2 separate regions of the Rattus norvegicus genome follow, and region 2 is linked to region 1. Evidence: chromatin contacts called from public Hi-C data. All regions are on one chromosome and are shown on one strand. The core of a region is the stretch at or near the end of the contact, and the rest is flanking DNA. Distances in the headings are between cores, read along the strand shown.

What was found. Hi-C and Micro-C count contacts between places; a contact is called where the count stands out from the background.
Region 2: a contact with region 1 is called in a Hi-C map of psoas muscle, with 2.5 times the contacts expected there. The contact joins the promoter of Gas1 here to the enhancer-like site in region 1. A contact is called at or near these places in 3 of 12 Hi-C or Micro-C datasets (hepatocytes, liver and psoas muscle) and 1 of 1 datasets of contacts at active chromatin or transcription factors (oligodendrocytes).

Annotation. Positions count from the first base shown.
Region 1 is chr17:4,227,995-4,231,891 of GRCr8, forward strand. LOC100912124 (a long non-coding RNA gene) reads left to right here. Exons shown (of 10, transcript XR_001841748.3): 9 at 261-379. Among named protein-coding and RNA genes, the nearest start is that of Dapk1, 130 kb to the left of the region's middle. Within about 2 kb of position 1,702, at least 20 of the 93 cell types and tissues checked have an H3K27ac peak or open chromatin away from gene starts, as enhancers often do.
Region 2 is chr17:4,485,988-4,489,996 of GRCr8, forward strand. Gas1 (growth arrest-specific 1) reads left to right here and starts at 1,729. Exons shown (of 1, transcript NM_001400814.1): 1 at 1,729-4,009. The coding sequence starts at 2,155. The coding sequence ends at 3,306.

The DNA of each region.
Region 1 (3,897 bases), core at 452-2,951:
TTTAATCATTCTCTGGGCAGAAAAAGACAGGGGGGACATAACACACATTCATTTTTTGGCCTTGAGAAGGGGTCAGCAATTTGGTTTAGCTAGTCTGTGTAGACATCAAGCAAAATAACGCAACACGCGGGGGTCCGGATACCAAGATGCTGGTGTGCAGCATTGAGCCCTGCAGAAGTGCTTGGCACTTTATCACGTATGACGTTAACACGCGGGACAAACCATCTGCCACTTTAAGAGTTCATTTGTTGTGCCTTCAGGTTCTCCACAGTGGATTCACCACGAACGAAATAGTCCACTGTAGCGGAAGTCACCTCAGTGGCTGACTGGTGGGATGCGAGTCCAGGGTGGCGTCCAGAGGGATTCACAAGGACTATGGGTGAGTCCAGTACTGACAGAAGGTTTTTGTTTGTTTGCTTGTTTGTTTTTTTTTAATTCCAACGTCATTTTCTCTTCTCTTCCCCGGAATAGACACTTATCAACCTTTTGAATGGACTTATATTTAGTACCACTTCACAGAACACTCCTTTTTAAAAAGAGAGATCCATTGAACTGGAAGGCAAATGCCCTGCCTTAAATATGGCTGGTGGGAAGTCTCCCAGTAACCAAATCCAGATTGAAATATGGGGAGGGCTCCCGATACCTCCTCGTTTAGTCACCATTGGCAGGGGAAATTATCCTACAGGCATCTAGATATTTTTGGAAGAATGAAATCTTAGGCATTTTTTAAAAAGCCGTTTTGAGGTCTGGAAGGACCCCAGACATGTTTGCTGTTTTCAGTTTAACTTTTGCTGAACATCATTCGATTAACTTAGGAATCTAAGTGCAGTTCAAGGGTGGCTGATCCTGCGGAAATGTGTTTCTGATTATCTGCATATAACCCAGCAAAGTAGCTTTGGGAGGAATATTGTTTTTTCTTCATCTCTACAATTTTCGCTAAGCCTCATGCTTTTTCCTCTCTTCTCTCTCTGGCTTTAGTTTACTGAATGGCCTTTCTGTGGACAATAAAACGTTTGCCTTCTGAAAGGCTCAGAATTTGTCAGGCTATCAAGATTCCTCTGTAGGCTGAGATGTGTTCCCCCAGAGGAACTGACGCTGGGGCCATGTGGGAGCTGAGCTGGGGCTTGGGACCCTCACAGCCTCTTTTATTTCTCCAATCACTTTGGTTGGTAATTCTTGAGGCTAATAGGGTGAACGAACGCGTGGCAACTCGAGAACAAGAACAAAAGAGAAGTCCCCAGTCTCACTGGCTCATGTGCCTTTGCAGCTGCCTCATGGCTGCTCCTGAGAATGGCTCCTTTAAGGGAGGAAGCGGTTCCAGGGCAACCTGTTGGAGGAATCTGAAATATGCTTCCTGAGCCAAGAATGTTACGGGAAGGCAGGGGAGTGTTTGCAAGCCTTCAACTTCGAGAAATCCTTGAAGTGCTGGGCAGTGGTCTCCTGTATTTCCTTACTTCTTCTTGTCTCTCTTGCTTAAGTTACCTTGCTTAGTCTATATTTCTGACCACAGCAACGTGTCAGGGACAGTTCGGTTCCCAGACCACTAGACTGGGGTGCTGTCCTCAGTTGGGGAACAGAAGGAGGACAGCTGGTAACCGAGGGATCCAGGAGTTAAGCAGGCCCAGGTTCTCCTCTGCAGTCCAGAGGCCTATGGAGCTGCTGGGCTGGCAGCCTTTGTCTGCACCAGGAAGGGTTCCAACATTTTCAGCTGCTCCCACCAACTCGTCTAGCACTTACACAACCCTAGCTCCTAGCTGATTCAGACGGGTATCCGGAGGGGGAGGCCATAGCAAACTAAGAAGACAAGAGAACGGGGACCTGGCACTGCTCAACATGATTAAACTCTCTGCGTTAAAAACAGGTCTATGTTCCTCACTCGGGGGACACATCTGCTCTGAAAACACCTCCATGAGAAGCTGGGGTCTTTCATTACGACTGGCCTGGTTTACATGCCCTTTTCTAGCTTTAAATCATGATATGTTCTACCCGGGGCTTAGCTGCATTTCCTTCCGCCCTTGGCAAGGCAGATTACTTCAGCTCTGTAAAGTTAATAACTTGTTCGGCTTCCAGGTTCACTGCCTGGGGTAGATGGGGAAGGTCAGAAAAGCAGGAGAAATGCCGTTTCATGAAATCCAACTGGAGAATGGGATCTGGTAAAGCAGCATTTCCGTGGAGACCGATCTCACACCGTAGCACTGGTGGACAGCTCGGTTTCTGTGATCTGCTCACAAGGTTGGGCGGCCATCACTGCCTCGCCCACTTCTGAATATTTCATTGCCTTAAAAGAAACCCTTTAAGACCATCTTTTTTTCAGCCCCTGTCAACTGCTAATCTTTTCCCACGGCTGGTTCTTATAAACTTATATATAATGTATGGCCATTTGTGTATAGACCTCTGCTGCATGAATCAGCCTTTTATTCCGTTTGCTGAGTCACTCTCAACCGTACGGTACAGTCCACTTGCACAGTTGTTAGTTGCTGGATATCCGGGGATTTGTACGAGTGCTTCTATGAACACGTGTTTTACACACACCCGGGGAGTGGCATTGCCTTGGTCCCATGATGATTTTGAATCGCCTGATTGATTGTTTCCCAAAATCGTTGCTTGAATGTTAAAGTCCCCGAAGATCACGAATGAGGAGTCTAATTTCTGGCCACTCTCACAGACCCTCATCTTTCTTACTTTCTGCTCTTGAGTGAGATCGAGGTGGTGCCTCTGTGGTTTGGTTTGCGTCTCTCTGAGCCTGGCTGTGTTGAGCATATTTTTATGGGCTCACAGGCCACCTACAGGTCTTCTTCAGAGAAATTTTCATTCGACTCCTTTACTCGTTTTAAAGCTGGCTCATCAGGTATGGCTGCACTTGGCTATAATCCCAGCAGTCAGGAGGCAGAGGCAAGTGGATCTCTCTAAGTTCAAGGCCATCCTGGTCTTCATAGTGAGTCCCAAGCCTACAAAAGCCACACAGCAAGACTATCTAAACTAATTATCAATCGAATGTATGAACGTGTGGTCCCCCCTGTTCTCTGCCAGGAGACTGCTTTTCTGCACTTTGTTTATGCACAGACTCTGGGTCCATTCCACCTGCCAGTGTATTTATGCTCATGTCACTGCCCCCAGTCTTTTATTTAAAAAAGATTTATTCATTTGAATTGTATGTGTGGGAGATTATCTGCATGTAGGTTTACACACCATGTGGGTGCAGTATCTGCAGAGGCCAGAAGAGGGCGTCAGATCCCCTGGAACTAGAGTTACAGATGGTTTTGCGCTGCCGTGTGTGTGCACAGAATAAAGTCCTAGTCCTCTGTGAGAACAGTCAGTGCTCGTAACCGCCCAGTCTTGATTACTGTAGTAGAATAGAAAGTTTTGACATTTAAAACTCTGGTTCATGATCCTGATCCTTTGTAACTGTTTTAATTATTCTGAATCTGTTACATTTGTATGCATTTGGGGAACATGTTGCCAATTTCTTCAAATAAGAAAGCTGAAATTTTGGTAATAAAGAACAATCTGTTTTAAAAGAATGCCAATAACAAAAGACTCACGGTTCAAACCCCACTTCTACGATCCTAGTTAATAAAATGATACCATAGGGCGATGGTCCAGGAGTCTAAAGCCCTTGCTGCTTGGGCAGAGGACCAGGTTTGGTTTCTAGCACCCACGTGGTGACTCGTAATCTCTGAAACTCTAGGTTTAGATGATCTGATGTCCTCTTCCGGACCTCATGGGTACCAGGCACACACACACACACACACACACACACACACACACACACACACAGTGCACCTACATATGTGTGGACAAACACTCATATACATAAAATAAAAACAACATCAAACAAAATAATCTTAAAAATAAAAGACTGATTGTGGAACGAGTATCATGGGTTAGGAAGCATAA
Region 2 (4,009 bases), core at 479-2,978, 260 kb after region 1:
CTTGGGAATCACGGATTGTTACTGATAAAACGGACCTTAGCAAATGTGCAATCTGACCTTAAAGCAAGAGCCCCGAAACTCTCGCTAGATGGAACTAGCTGGCCTTGAACTTGCAGTGAGCCTCTCGCTTCTGCCTGGGATAAACAGGCTTGCTGCCCCACGTCTGGCTAGTTCTTAAGGATACATTTGCGTTTGTTTTCTAAGACTAAACTTGGGATTAGGGTTAGGGTAGGAACAAAGTGGCTCCTCACTGCTCAGTCTGTCTCTCTCATGGTTTGAGGGGGCTGCAGAGGCACCGTTTCCTCAGCCTGGGCGGCCAGCTTTTCCAAGAGCCAGGTTAATCCGTCTGGCCCTCACTTTCGCCCTTACAAACTCTCTTAACTCTTTGGAGAGGTGGACAGTCCACTTTCTGAACTCACTGCAACTGGGGCTCCCTTTGCTTCAGCAGCGATTTGGCCTTAAAATCTGTGACAGACCGAGTTGATAGTCTCACCACGGAAAGGGGAGGGAAAAGCGCCAGTTTTTGACAGGCCACAGACTCGCGGTGCCTCTAGTGGCCAAAAGCTGCATTGAGCCACAGTTAAGGTATCTTTTGAGAGTCCTGCTCAGGCTGCAAAGCCTGCTCCACCGGTGGCTTTTGCTTTAAACACAGTGAGGAACTGAGACGTGCAGTTTACAGCATGTAGCGGGTCAGTTTATCCCCGTCCTCTGTGCTGTGACTGCAGCCAGGTGGTAGCGCTCAACATTCCCAGAGTTTTTAATGCCATGATTTGTCATTGCCGTTCGTATTACAATAAATCGTGAGTTAAGAAATGGTTTCAGTTCTTTGGATTTCTTAGTTTGAAAACGATGCCCAGTGTCAGGTCCTTACCTGCTGGAAAGGGGGACCGAAAGTGTCCTTCTTGTGGTGGTGGCTGTGTGTGTGTGTGTGTGTGTGTGTGTGTGTGAGAGAGAGAGAGAGAGAGAGAGAGAGAGAGAGAATGCCCGCGTGTGCCCGCGCGCGCAATTGGTATCTAAGTTTCTAAAGTCTCACATTGAATTCTCAAGACTCCCTGCCTTCGCTATACCCCCCGAGGTGATCAGAACTCAGAGATGAGGAGCCTGAAAATTAAAGTGACTTTCGGATTCTCTCGGATGCAAAGATGGGGGATCAGTAAGAATTAATAAAAGTGTCCCCCTCCCCACCCAAACAAAAAGGGGGCGGGGGAAGCGAACAAAAAGGCCGGTGGCTGAGCCGGATGCAGGCAGCTGGCCCTAAGCCCTGCCCGCTGGCTCTGTGCGCGAGCTGGGGTTCGGTATCCCAGCCTCCTGAAGAGTGGGAGGAGCTGGGCCTGTGTCAGGCTCCCTAAGCCGTTCCTTTCAAGCCCTGAATGCCTGAATGTGAGCTGCCCACCGCCCTCCCCCACTCTGCAACCCCACTCCAGCGGCTCGTAAAAAAAAAAAAAAAAAAAAAAAAAAAAAAAAAAAAGTTTCAACAACAACAGGCTGGACCAATAGCGGCGCGCAAAGCCGGGGAAAGGGGCCGAGCAAAGGGCGCCCGAGAGTGGAGAAAGGAGAAAGCGGGCAAGCCCGGAGCGCGCGGGGCTGGGGCTCGGCAAGCTGGAGGAGCGTTGCTAATGTTTTTGTTTGTTTGCTTTTCTATGCATGCATAATGAGGGGGCGCCGCGGCACCACACGGGGGCTCCCGGCCCACTTTTGTATTTAAAGCCCCGCCGCGAGCGAGTCGGCAGCCGGGCTCCGCGGATCCGCTCCCCAGGCTCCGGGTCTCCGAGCAGAGCCGCACGCTCCGAGTTTCGGGGTCCTCCCTGCGCCTGGCTCCCAGAACTTCCCGGAGTGCGGCCCAGGCCCGGGTAGAGGGGGAGGGGACCAAGCGTCCTGGTCGCGGGAAGGCGGGATGCCAGAGCTGCGAACTGCTACGCGCTACTGAGCCGGGAACGGAGGAGCCACCGGCCACACGACCTTCTGCAGGCGCCTTGCACCATGCACCCCCGGCGCCGCGCGCTCCTGCAGCCTCGCCGCGTCCCCCAGGGACGGCACTGAACGCTTCCAGCCGCCGATCGGAGCCGGACCTGCGTCGCCGCGCCTCTCAGGGAGCCCCGGCCGCGGTGCTGGAGCAAACACCCGCCTCTACCAGCCGCGGGGCCGCCGGCATGGATGGATGAGGACGCCCATGCCAGAAGTGCGCGGAACTCGGACAAACTTTTCCAGCGGCCCCGCGGCCGCCACCCGAGCCTCGTTTCCGCTCCGCACCGCGTCCGGCGGCCGCTGCTGCCCGCGATGCTAGCCGCACTGCTGGGCGGCGGCGGAGCCCGCTCGGGGAGCTTGCCGGGCGCCTTGCTGTGCCTGATGGCGCTGCTGCAGTTGCTGGGCTCGGCGCCGCGGGGCTCGGGGCTGGCGCACGGCCGCCGCCTCATCTGCTGGCAGGCGCTGCTGCAGTGTCAGGGAGAGCCGGACTGCAGCTACGCCTACAGCCAGTACGCCGAGGCGTGTGCGCCGGTGCTCGCACAGCGCGGCGGAGCTGATGCTCCTGGGCCCGCCGGCGCCTTCCCCTCCTCGGCCGCGTCCTTCTCGCCGCGCTGGCGCTGCCCGAGCCACTGCATCTCGGCGCTCATCCAGCTCAACCACACGCGCCGCGGGCCCGCGCTGGAGGACTGCGACTGCGCGCAGGACGAACACTGCAGGTCCACCAAGCGCGCCATCGAGCCCTGTCTGCCGCGCACCAGCAGCGTGGGCCCGGGCGCGGGAGCGGGCTCGGTCATGGGCTGCACTGAGGCCCGGCGGCGCTGCGACCGGGACAGCCGCTGCAACCTGGCACTCGGCCGCTATCTAGCCTACTGCGGCAAGCTTTTCAACGGTCTCCGCTGCACCGACGAGTGCCGCGCGGTCATCGAGGACATGCTGGCGGTGCCCAAGGCGGCGCTGCTCAACGACTGTGTGTGCGATGGGCTGGAGAGGCCCATCTGCGAGTCGGTCAAGGAGAACATGGCCCGCCTGTGCTTCGGCCCAGATGCGAGCAACGGTCCGGGCAGCAGCGGCTCGGACGGGGGCCTAGACGACTACTACGACGAAGAATATGATGACGAGCAGCGCGCTGGGGCCGCGGGCGGCGAGCAGCCCCTGGACGACGACGACGGCCTTGCGCGCCCGGGCGGCGGCGCTGCTGGGGCAGGCGGACGCGGGGACTTGCCCCACGGGCCGGGGCGCAGGAGCAGCAGCAGCGGCAGTGGAGGCCACTGGGCGACCCGAAGCTCCTGGACCCCGTTTGCCTGTTTTCTGCTGCTCCTGCTGCTTGGGTCCCACTTGTAGCCCCCGCGCCCCTGCTGCAGGCTACTCCAGGCCGGTACGCACGACCCAGCTGATTCCCGAGCAGGGCACCTGTGGCTCGGAGACCGGAGATGATCGGGAGCACTGACCCACACTCTCCGCGGGTAGACAGGGCCCAGCCCGTACCGCAACTACCATGCTCGGCCCTTTTCTGTGCGGTTTTCCAGGCTGCAGATAAAACCGGCCGATCTATACTGCCGGCTCTAATCTGCAGAATTCAGGACACCTTGCCAAAAGCAATGAAGGCCTGGCTGGACTCTTGTTAGAGTGCTGAACGGTGGGGGTCTTTACAGTTCCAGTGGACTAGGGAAAGGGATGTTGAGCGAATTAGGTTTGCAAAGGGGCCGGAACTTTTGTTTGTCTGTTTGTTCTGTTTTGTTTTTAAACTTTTTTCCTGTGAGGGGACACATAGTACTGGTAACGACTTTAATTGCTCGTGACCACTGAGAAACACAGCAATCCTAAGTAAGTAGAAAAGTTCCCTTTACCGATTCATTCCTGTACTCTTGGTGTAGCCCTCGGTAACGCTGAGTGTGGAGCCCGCGATTGCCTCGTTGGGGGGTCCCCGAAATTATGACTGCAACCTTAACCCCTCACCTCTAATTTTACCGCCCCCATTCTGATCCCTCTGCACCACGTGTCTTAGAGTTAAGGATCCAAAAAACGCTAGTCTAAAGAGTTACCA